Linked DNA regions of Arachis hypogaea: region 1 is linked to region 2. The links are chromatin contacts, called in public Hi-C maps. All regions are on one chromosome and are shown on one strand. The core of a region is the stretch at or near the end of the contact, and the rest is flanking DNA. Distances in the headings are between cores, read along the strand shown.

The links. A called contact is a pair of places that touch in the nucleus more often than the background predicts.
Region 1: a contact with region 2 is called in a Hi-C map of an unstated tissue, with 5 times the contacts expected there. The contact joins the promoter of LOC140177213 here to the promoter of LOC112749940 in region 2. A contact is called at or near these places in 4 of 8 Hi-C or Micro-C datasets (leaf and an unstated tissue).

What each region holds. Positions count from the first base shown.
Region 1 is chr2:88,868,278-88,875,493 of arahy.Tifrunner.gnm2.J5K5, forward strand. It overlaps LOC140177213, which reads left to right and starts at 2,823. Exons shown (of 4, transcript XM_072210242.1): 1 at 2,823-3,071; 2 at 4,404-7,067. The coding sequence starts at 5,915.
Region 2 is chr2:88,739,625-88,747,367 of arahy.Tifrunner.gnm2.J5K5, forward strand. LOC112749940 (tRNA (cytidine(32)/guanosine(34)-2'-O)-methyltransferase) reads right to left here and starts at 1,602. Exons shown (of 12, transcript XM_025798385.3): 1 at 1,212-1,602; 2 at 886-943; 3 at 704-797; 4 at 253-302. The coding sequence starts at 912.

The DNA.
Region 1 (7,216 bases), core at 1,573-4,072, 130 kb after region 2:
AAATACTTTCATGGAAAATCATATATATATAACCAAATTCTAATTCCTTAATTTAATTTCTCTTTAACTTATTCAATCGTCAATTTCTTGGTCAATTAATTAAGAAAAAAGTTAAGCACGGTTTCAATTTAATATTGCACAACTTTCAAAATACTATTCCTAGCCAAATTGAAAATGATGAGAAAGCGTTTCAAGCTAATCCCAATATTAAATTTTTTAAAATAATAATAGAATCTAAAATAGAATTAAAATAATTTTTAATACTTCTAACCATTAAAGATGAAGAACGAGACTCAATATTGAAAAAGTATTAATGCATTAATCAAAATAAAGAAAACACTTACATTATCAATCCATAAAATTAAACAGAGTTCCTAACCCTTAACAAGAGAGGTTTACTTACTCGTGATAAAAAAAATCCTAAAACTAATGAGATGTTAAATAGATCTAGTAATGATATGATAGATGATCCTTGTGAACCATGTATTCACTTATTTATATTCTACTTCTAACCTAGAATTCAAATTCAAAAACTAAATCTAATTTTATCTTTGAAGGATAAGATATATAAAAATAACAATTCAAATTTAATCTAAAACTAAATCTTAATAGCCAAATCTTATCTTTTTAGAAGAAGTTAATGCTAACTAATCATTCAAATCTTGAATCATTTGAGTTGAATTGGAACTTTCTGAGACAAGATACTAGACTTGGCACTGGACTTGAATGATTGGCGCTTAACTTGAATGCAATTTTGGACCATTGGGAATGAAAAATCACTTGAAGGCAGACTCCGAGAGTTGGCGCTAGGTGCCCATGTTGTGGCCCTCATCGAGCGTCAGGCTTGAGTCATGGAAATAGGGCGCCAGCCCTTGAGCACCTTCGAAGGTGCTGGGCTTGGAGGTTTGGGCACTGGGCTTAGTGCCTTGGAGTTGGGCGCTAGTTTCTGGCATTGGATTTGCATGCTCCAAGTTGGACACTCTACTTGGCGCGCTGGACTTGATTGGCTGGCACTGGAATTAAGATTCATGAAGCCTGGTGCCAACTTCTCTTCCTCTCCTGGGAATGCACTCTTGTGTTTCCTTGTTTGTTTATTTTTCTCCTGATTACTTTAAACTAATTCTAAAAACACAATCATTTTAAAACAACTCCAAATATACATAGAAACTTCACTAAAAACATAAGAATTATGATTTAAACTTAAGTAATTTATTCAAAAAGACGTATAAAAATGACTAAAGATGCCTAAGCATCAAACTTCACAGATTTTATGTTTTCTTATCATCTCTCTATGAACTGAAACATTGGTTTTGAGTTTGAATTTGATAAAAGTTAAAAGAGAAAAGTCATAGCGAATACCACTGTATTAATAAAAAATATACACTTTTATCTACAAGTGCTATCTTTTTCTGTGAAGGGAGGCGTGGTGGTGGAGTTAGCGAAAACAATTATATAGTGTTCCGGATAGTGGTAATTGTGTTGTGCAGTTGTAGACACAAATAAATTTTGATCTTTTAAATCTAATTGGAAAAAAATAATATTTCAAGATGTTGAAGAAGATGATAGGAATAATTTAAAAATTTAATATCACTTTTAATGAAATTAATAAAAAATTAACGATTGAATATTTTTGTCAAATATAATTCATTATTTATAAATATAATATTAGTTTAGATTTTTTTTCTGACTAATTTTGTCAAGGTCTGAATTTTTTATAATTAAAAATAGTTATTTACTCTTTTATTTATATGCAAAGAACATAAAACAATAAAATTGAAAAAATAGTCTAGATATATATTGAATATTACATTGTTTCTTTGAATGCATCCTCTAAATAAAATTCATTTGGAACGAAATCATTAAATTTTAAAGATGAAAATATATTAATTTTCTAACCATGTACCCAAAAATTTGTCAAAATTTAACTTTTAAACCTTTTTCAAGAGTATTTTTCCTATATTTAAAGTCATTTTTATCGAATTAATACTATCTTTTAAGAAACTTTGTTTTTATGATTATCATTTTTGTGGATTTCAGTTTCCCGGCGTATAAATTTTTGGAGTTTAGCTTAATAGAAGAAAAACCTTTATTTCCCTCCAACCTAATTAACTATATGAATGGTCGCCAAACTCTGCTGGGCCTCGGAAATGGACCAACAACGATCATCATTCATTAATGTGTAGCTGGGCTGGTCCATTTTGCATGTAAGAAAATTGAATGGATGTTAAATTCTATCGTAGTGTGGGGAGACCCTTGGGCCCCTCATGAAACTCCTAAAAGAAATATGCAGTGTACATGTAGAGATATAGATTAGTTCGCCCCCAAAGTCTTAATTATGACATCTATTTCAAAAAAGGTTCATAAATTACACTTAATGCTTACTATATTATTTATGATATTTTATTTCAAGTAATAGCTGCCTTCTGTGATTTGAGTGGTCGTAATAAGCGAAATAAACTGTGGAGGGCCCAAATCAACTACTGAAGTTGGTAATAAATAGGCTATAGTGTTTAGTTTAAATGTTGAGTTCTCTTTTATTTATTGTTTTTTTTTTTATTTTGGTTTTGTTTTGAGAATTTTTTAAGAAATATACGGTAGAAAAAATCATCTTTGAAATTTTATCCATAGTCTTTTTAATTTTCATAATTCTAAAATACAAATTTGAATTAGTCAATTAGACTAATCAAATAAAAACTAATAAAAATTTGGTTCAATCAACTTAAAAAACCGTCAAAATTAAAAATCATTTCAAAACAAAAAATTGGTCAGAAGCCAATCAATCGAACCGAATCATAACCTTGTCAGCTTTTGCAAAATTTTCCAAAACAACGTTATTTTAGTGATAAGGAAAAAAAAATCCTAAAATCCTTCATTTCTCCTCGTTCTTTTCTGACCAATATGACATAACAACTTTCAACTTGTGCACCCACTCCGGTCTCCTTCGCTCCAGTTGCTAAGCTGGCCAGTCATCCTCACCTTCTTCTCCGGTCGCCGCCACCTGTCTAAGTCCGCATCTGCTTTTTCATCATCACTTTTTTTTCCTCCATCGAGTTCTATGTTGCTCGTTTCTGGTAGTGGTAGTTCTCTATAGTCGCTTCTTTTTTCTTTTTTTTTTAGTTCATTTGGTTAGTTCTTGATGGTTCTGTTCTTGTTGTTCAAATGTTATTTTTTTATTTAAATTTTAGTGTTATTTTCTTGTTGTTGTTGATTGTTGTTGTCTGTTCTTGATAGTTCTAGTTGTTGTTGTTTGTTCTTGTTTTTTTTTTTAAAAAAATTAGGAGTAAGATTTGAATCCAAAATTTCTAAGTGAGGATAGGAAGATTATGCTATTTAAGCTATAGTTCGTTGGCTGTTATTTTTTATTGTTACGGCTAATTGTTGCTATTTTTAATTTTACAGTGCTATTTGTTTGTTTTATTGTTGTTTTTATGCTATATTTTGTATTCTTGTGTTTTGTGCAGCTTAATTTTTTGTATTTTGTGTGTTGTGTTTTGATTATTTAATTATGGTGTTGTATTATTATTGGTTATTAGAATTAGTTTTAGTTATAAGTAAATATGCGGTAATTTTTTTTTGTAGATTTTAATTATTGATGACAAACTTTAATGTTAGTATTTAATATTTAGATTTTTTTATTATTTGGTTTTTGAATTTGTAGTTAAAAAATTATAACATTTTAATTGATGTAATATTTTTAATTTGGATGATATTTTAAAGTTTATATTAGAATATAATTATATTTTTTACATTTATGTATAGTTTATTTATTATTTTATTATAAAACAGTTATTCGGTTTAATCATGATTGAATTTGTTGAACCATTGAACCAATACAATAATTATTCCTTGCTTCTATGAGTAATATATCGTTCTTTGAGTAAATGTTCATGTAGGTAGCATTTGGTTGATGTCGACATGGACATAGTAACACATGTCTCTTATTTGATTTGGTGAGATACATATTTTTTATGGACATAGAAAGATACGGAGACATTAAATTTGTTTACATCTAAATAGTTGAGACACTGTGATATAAATGATGAAACGTTAATTTTTTACTCTTTTACCTTTATTTAATTTTTAAATTTTCAAAATTTGTCCTCTCATCTTCTTGAACCTTTTTTTTCTTCTTCCTCTCAAATTTAGCAACCAACTCTTCCTTTCAATCACTATCCTCCTCCATCTGCCTTCCTCTATCCGCACCAATGAAAACTTAACTGTCATCTCTTTCTCTCCTTTTAACGTCGCAGTCCGATTTGTTGTGCACCGTCGCATTCTTCCTGTTGAGTTAAGAAATTAACTAAATTAATTAGTGATGACAAACATTATTTTTGGGAAAAATAAATAATTAGTGTTGATCAAACTTTAATGGCATATTACTAATTATTTATTTCATGTTGCAGGCCAAATTCATCCAAGCAGCCCAAAATGGTATAAAGACAATATAGCAAGGCTGATGAGTTAAGCCCAAACAAAAGCAAAAGTTAGAAGCCAAAGAAATCAGATGGGCCAAACGGGTTACATGAACCAAACCGATCCAAGCCCGATTTGATTTTCAATTCCCACCATATTGCTCCAACCAAAGCAACGTTCTCCTCTCTAATCAAGTCACATCAAGACTTCAGAAAAGTAAGAAAGAGAAAGAGAAGAAAAGCTTCCTCCATAAGCCAGTAACAAAAGAAGCAAGAAAGAGAAAATCTAAGCCTGAAGCACAGAAGCTAAAGCAGAAAATCTAATACAAATCAAGCTTAAGAAAGGTAATCTATCTCATCTTGCATGCATCAGATCTTCATCCTTTCTTCCCTACTCTCTGTTCTATCCGAGAATGGCATTCAAAGAAAAAGTTGATCTATGTTCTTCACTGCTACAAATCCACGGTCACAAGAGATTCTTGGGGACCAAGTTGCATATCTATGGTTCAGATTTGGTTGACAATTTTGGTTACTCCTTCATGGCTTTCGGTCAAGTTGGAAAAGTCAGAAGGAAAGGTTCTACTTTGATGATTAAGAAGAAAAAGTGAGCTTGTGGGTTGGTGAAGCTCAAGGATCAAGGTGTTGACCTTGGAAGCAGAACCGAGCAACATGCAGGGAGATAAAAGAAGCTTGCTGCTCATTCGGAAAAATAAGGAGAAATAACCAGTGAACTTGAGGTGTTTTGTTCTGAGAGAGCTCTTTGAAGAAGTTCAACTAACTAGACAGTGTAACCTAATCAAAGGTGCATTCCGCCAGTATGAAGAACTGAATCAGAGGCTTGCTAATCTGGTTTTTTGCATAGCACAGAGGCTGTTGATAAAGTCAATCTCCTTCATGTTTTACTGCTTGTAATGTATTTTTCTAAGCTTATCTTTCTGTAATTTCTTGAGAGAAAAGGCATTGTGAGAAAGCTTGAGAAAAAGCCAAGAATTGAAAAAGGCTGAGAGATACACTTTAGAGAAAAGTCTAGAGTTATTTTCAGATTTCTTTAGGTTAGCTAAGTGTCTTGTATCTTGTACCTGTTTGGTATCCCTTTCTTAGTTGGGTTAGCACTAAGAGTGAATAGTTGAGTGTTAGCATAGCCAATGTCAAGTTAGGTTAGAACTTGAGTGTGAAATTGGTGTATGTAATACTGTTAACTATAGTGAAATTCTTCCATAGTTGTGGAGGCGACTGGATGTAGGTTGCATAGTGTTAGCTTTTTCTTCTCTGTCATGTTCTGTTTTCTGATATTCATGAGACAAAAATAATTTGTCTCATAAATTTCCGCTGCTGAGTTCAAACAGAATCAGATTTGTAACTTTGCTTTAAAAAGGGTGAAAACAGCAAACCAAAGGAAGGCATAGATTCAACCCCCCCTTCTCTAAGCCTACCACAACCTTCAATTGGTATCAGAGCTAAGGTCTCAAGAATCAAGCTTAACCGCTTGGAGCAAAGATCCAATGGCGAACAACTTGGGCACAACCATAGTTGCTTACACCCTCACTAAAGGCCAGTCAAACAACCGGCCACCTTTCTTCAACGGGAAGAACTATTCATACTGGAAAGAAAGGATAAGGATCTTCATCCAATCCATTGACTACAACTTATGGAAGATCGTTGTGAGCGGTCCAAAGATCCCAACAAAAACAAGTGCTGATGGAGTGGTGACTCCAAAAGAAGAAGCTGAATGGAATGAAGATGATAAGAAGAAGATGGAGCTGAACGCTAAAGTAATCAACCTTCTTCACTGTGCTATCAGCTTTGAAGAGTACCGGAAGGTGTCTAGATGCAAGACAGCCAAAGAAATCTGGGAAAAACTCCAGGTTACACATGAAGGCACCAAACAAGTCAAAGAAACGAGGATTGATATGCTGCGAAAAGAGTACGAGATGTTTAGCATGAAGGATGGAGAAAGCATTGATGAAGCCTTTGAGAGATTCTCAATAATAATCAACAACCTTGATGCTATGGGTACAAACTATGCAGAACAAACCTTGGTGAGAAAACTCCTTAGAAGCCTCACAAAAGAGTGGGAAAACACTGCCACTGTCCTAACCGAGAGTAACAACATAAGTCCAATAACCTATGATGAGCTGAGAGGAAAACTCCTTGCCTATGAAGCCACACACACAAAAACAGACTCAAAGAAAAAGGGAATAGCCCTTAAGTCACAAATAGAACCGAAAGAGAGTGAGTCAAGTGATGGTATTTCAGATGACGAGCTTTTGTTTTTTGCTAGGAGATTTAGAAGGATGTTGAAGAGCAAAGGCAAATACAAGGGCTCAAGTTCAAAGGAGCACAAGATAAACTTGAGCAAGGTGACATGTCATCATTGTAAGGAGGCTGGACACTTCAAGTCAAACTGTCCAAAGCTCAAAAAGGAGGACAAAGGAAAGAAGGAAAGGAAGAGAGTACTCATGGCAGCTTGGGAGGATCTTGAGAATGACTCAAATGAAGAAGAAGAATCTGAAGGAGATGACAAGGACTGTTTCATGGCTGGAAACAACAATCTCGATGAGGTAAACTATTATGATTTGACCATTGAGGACTTGCATGCTATTATTGATGATCTTGCCTCAAACACCTTAAAACTGCTTGACAAATACAATGAATGCAGATCTGAAAGAGATGTGTTAAGAGCTGAAAATGAGTTTTTAAAAGAAAAAGTGAAGGAAACTGAATGTGCTTTAAACATCATTGAAGAAAACAGATTTCTAAAATCTGAACTTGAAAAATTAAAAGGAAAGCACATTGTGGATCCC
Region 2 (7,743 bases), core at 352-2,851:
ATCATGTTAAAAGTTAAAATAATTTCAGCAGAATAAACTAAAAACAAAAAGTTGTGTCTAGCTAGTAATGACATTGTTTAAAGTACTTTAAACTTAAAACCATGCAGTTGATTGGTCTTGTTGCTGCTGCTGCTGAAGCAAAAGATGCTTTTCAAAACATTTGTGGTTGTGCATAATATGAAATAATTTAAATGAATAATATTGGCTAACAATTCAAATACCAAAACAGTGATCATTTCCAGTCACTAGTACCTGACTCCAGCTACCTGGGGCAGCACATAAATCTACAACACGCTTCACTCCTGCCAGAATTTGAATTTGTTTCACATAATGTAATACATACATAGAAATAAGGAATCACAATGCCATATCAATCTGTAGTAGACTCGAGTACAAAACCAAATTTTAATTGAAAACATTTCATTATTTCTTAGACAAGAACAAGTAAGAAATCCATTTATCCCAAGAAGTCACATGAAAAAGGAGTGTAAGAAAGTCACTTGTCTATTGTTGACTTCAATTTCTATTTACTGGGCTAACACATAATGGGGTAATGACATTATCAAACTCATGAATACAGGACAGAGGGCAATACCATCCATACAAAAACATATTAATAAAACAAATTAAAAAGAAAACTGAAAAATTCACCTAGCTAGTTAACATTTTCCATGTCCCTTGAATAACCAATTAAAACACGCACCTTCAAAAATGTTGAACTCCTCATCTATCTGAAGGAGTTTAAAGGCACTTCGAGCACGCCAACCTTCTTCTTTTGCTTTCCGGTAATATATATCCTGCAAAAGCCAATTCAGCTAAACATATAAGGGAAGCCCAAAAACACAAACAGCAAATTCAGAAAGTGGGAACCAATCTCTACAACACCCTCTTATCCCTTGATGCTTTGCCCATAATTTCTCTCTCACTTTCCAAACTGCTAATCCTGAAAAGCAAAAACAACAAATACCATAAAACACACATAGACACATAAAGGCATTGCATCAAACACCTTATTTGCATAACAAAAGGAAAACAACAACAACAACAACAAGACACCATAACGAACTAGATTGTTTTTATGACCTTTAATTTTGATTGGGTTGCTTTTGCTCATGTTTTTGCTTTTTATCTTTAATTTATATTTTTTTATTTATCCAAAACACCCCCATTATTTACAACAATGGGCTTTTAGAATTAAATTAAAGGTTTACCAGTTAGCTGCTCCGCTGCTGGCAATGAACAACCACGGGCTAGTGGCCAGCGGCAGCAACTGTCAACGATGACGGAAACGAGAAACCAGATGTATCCGGTGTGACGGTGCGGTGATCAACGGCGAATCGTATTGGTGACTGGTGAGGCTGTGAGCTGCGAAACTGCGAATTGTGGTAGACCGATGGTGACTTATATGGCTGGCTGGCTGGTGGTTGGTGGTGGCCGTCGGACGTGGCTGACCGGCCGAAGAACGGACGAGACAGTAAAGCACGAAGAAGAAGAATGCCGGGGAGGCGGGGAGCGGAAGCTGTGTGTGCCGGTGCCCTAATCCTCCTAATTTTTTAATTCTGGTTCAACCGGACCGTGTCCACTGACTCGAGCCTTGATTTTATCTTTAGCCGGGTCTAGATTTCTTTTTATATCGGATTCAGCCGGATCCAAATGAATTCGGACAAAATTTGACTCAAACCAATTGGGTATGGGCGGAACCTTTGAACTAATCTGGGCCATGAACAACCCTAAGCAGAATCAAGAAAGAAAGAGAGGCCTGACCAAAAATTATAAAAGAAAGAGGGAAGCTACTTTTTTTATATGTCCAAGAGAACTTTGGGCTTTTGGCAATGGCGGTGGTGGAAGTGGAAATGGAAGATATGGCTGCTCTAGCAGTGAATAATGATCAGCCAAACTAGTTTCTAATGACCAAATGAACTGGCGTTAAAAAATAATAAACCTACTTTGAAAATAACTAGTCTCATAAAAACTAATTTTTGTCGTCATGTGACATATTTTTTAATAGAGAGTTGATATTGTTCCAAAATAATAATATTAGAATCGAGGTGTCTTTTTTATTTATAATGAATTCGTATTGTTCTTTATGAAAATAGTCGACGATTGAGTTGGGTTTTTGTTTAAAAATATACCATTCGTATTTAAGAAAATTATTTTATATATTATTTTTGTGTATATATTTTTTATATTTTTTTACAAAACATAATTGATAAAAAGTAAAAAAAATTATTTTTTATGCCATAAAATTAGAAAAAAGATTAGACGATCAATATAATTTATAATTTTTAATCAATAGTTAGTCATTTAATTTAATATTCTCCGTGAACCGTGGTGAAATAATAGCATAACTGCATAAGGAATGGGTTCACCAACTTCCAGCATTCCAAGTATGGAAATTAATCCAAAGAGAATTATATTCCCCATTTCTGAATCATTCCTTTGGAAATGTAGCAGAACCCTAGTATATAGAGTAAATAGTTATTTTTTATCATAAAAAAATTTAGATGCTGATAAAACTGACTAAGAAAAATTGAAACTAAAATGATATTTATATAAGATAAGTTTTGTTTGATAAAAATAATTAATCATTAAATTTTTATTAATAATTTCGTAAATACTCTCTCCTGTTCTAAATCGATTCATCCATTTTCTGTCCCTATAGTCATTGCCACCTACTGGCTACCATACCTCTTCCGACAGGCACGGACCTACGTGCAAGGAAGAGGGGGCATTTGCCCCCATAGAATTTTTAAAATATACACATATATATGTTGTTATATTATGTTTATTTTAAAATAAAATATAAATGATTTTCTTGTGTTTTATGTTAAAATTTTGTTATTGAACTTAACATATAACAATAAAATTATTATATTATTAAATTTGAGTTAGTATAATAATAAAAAATAAATAAATAAATAAATTCAAAAAATAGTGATAATTAATTTTATTATATTAATTAATTAGTTGATAATTAAATTAAAACTTAATTATAAGTGATTGTGCGTATATTTTTAGTTTTTATTAATATGTATAGATAGTTATAATTTAAAATTTTAAATACATCTAAATCAATTTGAATTAGTCGAGTCATCAGTTTAGTCATTGTCCACTTAAGTAAGTGTTGAGAATTCAAATTTCATCTCGTATGTGTAGCAACTCATTGGCCAATTACAGATTTTTAAATGAAATTCAAATTCATAACAGATTAATCCTTAATTTGTTGAGTATTGTAGAAAACAAAAAAATATATCTATACTTAAATTTTATTATATTTTTGCCCCCATTGCAAAATATTTCTGGGTCCGTCACTGTCTTCCGAGAAGCCTCTAAATTCTGTTACAATGGCTCGAACTCCAACAATAGTTGCAGCAACAACAATCACACTATCTCGCTCAGATGCAACACAACGACGATGTTTCAACGTACCGCAGTTTCAAACTATGGAACGAGCATCAGCTCCAGCAACAACATCACGTGATAGCACATCACCATCAATCACGTCCTCTCTTCCACCGAGATCTCTACTCGTCGGTTATTGCGCTTGGCATAGCGTCAGTAGAGCATCTGATGAGCAGTCTCTGTCGAGATCGGCGGTTATGGCAATGCGGTCTGCTACGGCGGGAGAAGTCGGAGGAGCAGGAAGCAGAACAACTGGAATAAACTGTCAAGATTGCAGGAACCAGGCGAAGGAAGACTGCCCTCACATGAGGTGCAGGACTTGTTGCAAGAGTCGTGGGTATGAGTGCAAGACCCACATGAAGAGCACGTGGGTCCCAGCCGCTAAGCGTCGCAAGCGCCAACAGCAGTTAATGGCGCTTCAGGATCACTAAAACAGAGATGCTTCAAAGAGACTTAGAGATGGCGGTAATAGCAACAACCCTTCCACTTCTTTAGCACTTGTTTGCACTACTCGTTTGCCCTCCATTGGTACTATCACATTCATTATTCATCTATCTATCTATCTATATCCATTTGTGTAGGTCATTGATTTCGTTTTCATTTTGTATTTGTTGCATCTGAGCGGGGTAGTGTTGCTGTAGTTGTTGTTGGAGTTCGAGCCATTGTAGCAAAGTTCAAAAATTTTTTGGAGGAGGTATGATAGGCGGCGACAATTGTAGGAAGAGAAAGGGAATGAATCAATTTAGGGCAGGGGAGGGGTATTAGTTACAGAATTATCAATAAAAATTTAAGGATCAATTGTTTTTTGTCGAAAAAAACTTATCTTATATGAGTATAACTTTAATTTTAATTTTTTATGATTAGTTTTGTCAACGTCTAAATTTTTTATGGTCATAAATGACTATTTACTCTTAGTGTGTGTATATATATATATATATATATATAATGAGTATTGTTAGGTAGCCAAAATATTATAGACAATAAATAAAGATATATCATTAATAACATTTGTATTGATAAGAGAGTGTAAATCATTCTCCTAACTTAATTGATATAATTAATTTCTTTCTATAACTATCTTCCATCATTAAGTACACCAAAAGTCAATTCTAAATTTAACGTGAATCAAATCTCAGGAAATTCTCTTTCATTATTACATTCATAATTCTATAATTTTTTTCTCAACTAAAAATTTTAAATTCTTATATTTTTAATTCTAAAAAAATCTCAAATTACCTCAATACATTTTATAAAAAATAAAAACATCTTAAATTTGGGGCAAATGACTAAAATAAATCATTTGGATCTCAAATTTACCGAAATACAACTTTTGCATATTGCATACGCAAATATAATTTTTCACTAAACTATATAGACCGCGAGAGGGGTCCCATGAACTCCAAATGTACATAAACGGCTATACCCTTCCAGTGGTTTATGTTGAGAAGCAAAATGGCTAGAAACTGTCGCAGCAATGGTGCACGAATTTGTGACTCGCACAACTGAACTGGCAAGTGTACCGGGTCGTCCAAGTAATAACTCAGATGAGTGAGGGTCGAATCCCACGAGGATTGTCGGATTGAGCAAGTTATAGTTATCCTGTAGATCTTAGTCAGGTGAATAGAAAGATAATTATTGTTTGTTTGTGGGTGCATAAACAAGCAATAATAATAAAACATAGAAACAGTAATGAGAGATCACTTAAGGCTTAGGAGATGCTTATTCTTCTAGATCAACACGTCATACTAACTACTCCAATGATGAATGATTCCTTCAATGGCAAGGCTGTAAGTGATTAAGCCATTGGTTGTGGTCATTAATTTCCTTAGGTCCAAACCAAACACTCGAACAGGCTAGATCAATCTGGGAGAGGATGAAGCGCACGTAATTCAATCTCTTGATGATCCTACTCAAAACGCCACAAACAAGGTCGGATCTTTCGGATAAGAGACTAACGCTCTATGATGTTAGCCCTTAGAGCCACATGAATCTCAATTACCCTTGACTAACGGGATTTTATGTCAGATATCCCAATTAACCCAAGTAGCTTGTTGGAACCCGTGATGCACTCTCAAGCTATAGCTCAATACTATTCGGGTCAGGAATCGTAGAGAACTCATGTAGAACAGGGGGTCATACCCCAGATTCATAAGAATGAAGAACAACAATGCATCATAGAATAGAATCAAACATAGATTAAAGTAGAAAAATAATTGCATTAATCCATAAGAATCAGCAAAGCTCCTAACCTTAACTTAGGAGGTTTAGTTGCTTATAATGTATAGAAATAATGTGTATGTGCTTCTCCCCTCTTGGGAGGCATAATCCTCAAAAGGAAGGAAGTCCCTTATTTATAGTAAATACTAGATCTAAAAGACATTACTAATAATTAAAAATTACAAAAATGAGATAAACTAAGCTAAAGGTGCGAAAATTCGCTTCTGGGCCCACTTGGTGAGTGTTTGGGTTGAACTTGGCGTCCAACTTGAAGGAGTGGGCGTTGGGTAGATATGTTGCTTCCTTACTCCCCTTGTAACTGGCGTTCAACTTGTGAGGTTGGTCCTTTTGGGGCGTTGAACGCCAGAAAAGGGGTAGTTTGGGCATTTAACGCCTAGTTTGGACAGTCTAATCCAAATAAAAGTATAAAATGTTATATATTGCTGGAAAGTCCTAGAAGTTAGCTTTTCAACGCCGTTAAGATCATATCAATTGGACCTATGTAGCTCCAGAAATGCTTATTTGAATGCACAGAAGTCAGGATTTGACAGCATCTGCAATCCTTTCTTTGCCTTTGAATTAGACTTTGCCAAAACTTATCATTTTCACCCAAAAATCACCTAAAATCATAAAAAAAATATAAAAAACTCCAAGTAGCATCCAAAATGTGATTTTTGCACTAAAACCTACTAAAACATACTAAAACTTGATAAAATGTACTGAAAACACTAAGAAAATGAACCTAAAAGTGTATAAAATATTCGCTCATCATAACACCAAACTTAAACTGTTGCTTGTTCTCATGCAACCAAAAACAAAGTAGGACAATTGCAAGAGAAAAATACAATAGGTCGCAGAGTTGTCAATGAAGTTCAGTTCCAAATATTGAATGGGGCTATTAGCTCTTTACTTCTGAACAATTTTGGTATCTTACTTTCCTTTGAAACTCAGAAGTATTGGCATCCCTTGGAACTAGAATCCGAATGATATTATTAATTCTCTTCTTTTAGCTCTTCTTGATTCTTGAACACATCTTCTTTTGGTGCTTTGCACCTTTTGAGCCTAGCCGTGACTCTAAGCGTTTTATTTTTCCGTATTACTATCGGATACATAAACGCCACAGGCACTTGACTGGAGGAACCCTTTGGATTTGAATTTAGCTTTGCTTAAATTTCCAGACAGTGGTGTCCAGAGTTCTTAAGCATACTCTTTAGCTTTGGATCATGACTTTAACTGCTCAGTCTCAAACTTTTTACTTGACACCTTCACACCACAAGCATATAGTTAGGGGATAGCAACTCAATTTGAGTTTTTTAGGCCAATTTTTAACCCTCCTAACCATTGATGCTCAAAGCCTTGGATCTTTGCTCTTTTCTTTTCTTTTGAGATTTTTATTTTTTAATTTTTATTTTTAAATTTTTTTTAATTTTTTTCCTTTTTTTCTTTTTGTTGCTTTTTCTTGCTTCAAGAATCAATATTTTTTATTTTTCAGAAAATCAATAATACTTCTCTCAATTCACTGTTCTTCAAGAGCCAATATGCTAAACTTCAACATAAATTATGCACAGTTAATTCATACATTTAGGAAGTAAAGGCAAGGCCACCACATCAAAGTAATTGGAATAACTCATGATATAACTCAAGATCTTATGTATTTTACTACTTCTTTTTCAAAAAATTTTCTTTTTAAGCCTAGTGGGTGATGCATGAGACATCTTATAACCATAAAAATTTTGAAAATAAACTACTAAAGCAAATAAATCCTAGGAGTGATCATGCAAAAGCTAGAATAGAAAATAGAAAACAGAATGAAATACTAAAAAGCAGAAAGAAAGGGGGAATGAAACTCAACCACCTCAATACTGATTGTTGCTCAGGTTGTGCTCTTCTATGAAGATAATTCACTTCTCTTTAGTGCCATTGATACTAATATACACTTAGAGCTCGTTCTGCAACACCAAACTTAGAAACTTTACTTGTACCTAAGCAACTTAGTCCTCTGTTGGCGTTTAAACGCCAGAACTGGATCCCTTATTGGCGTTGAACGCCCAGCCTTGCTCCATTACTAGCGTTCAATGCCAGTGCATGCTCCTTAGTGGGCGTTGAATGCCCAAAGGGGACCAA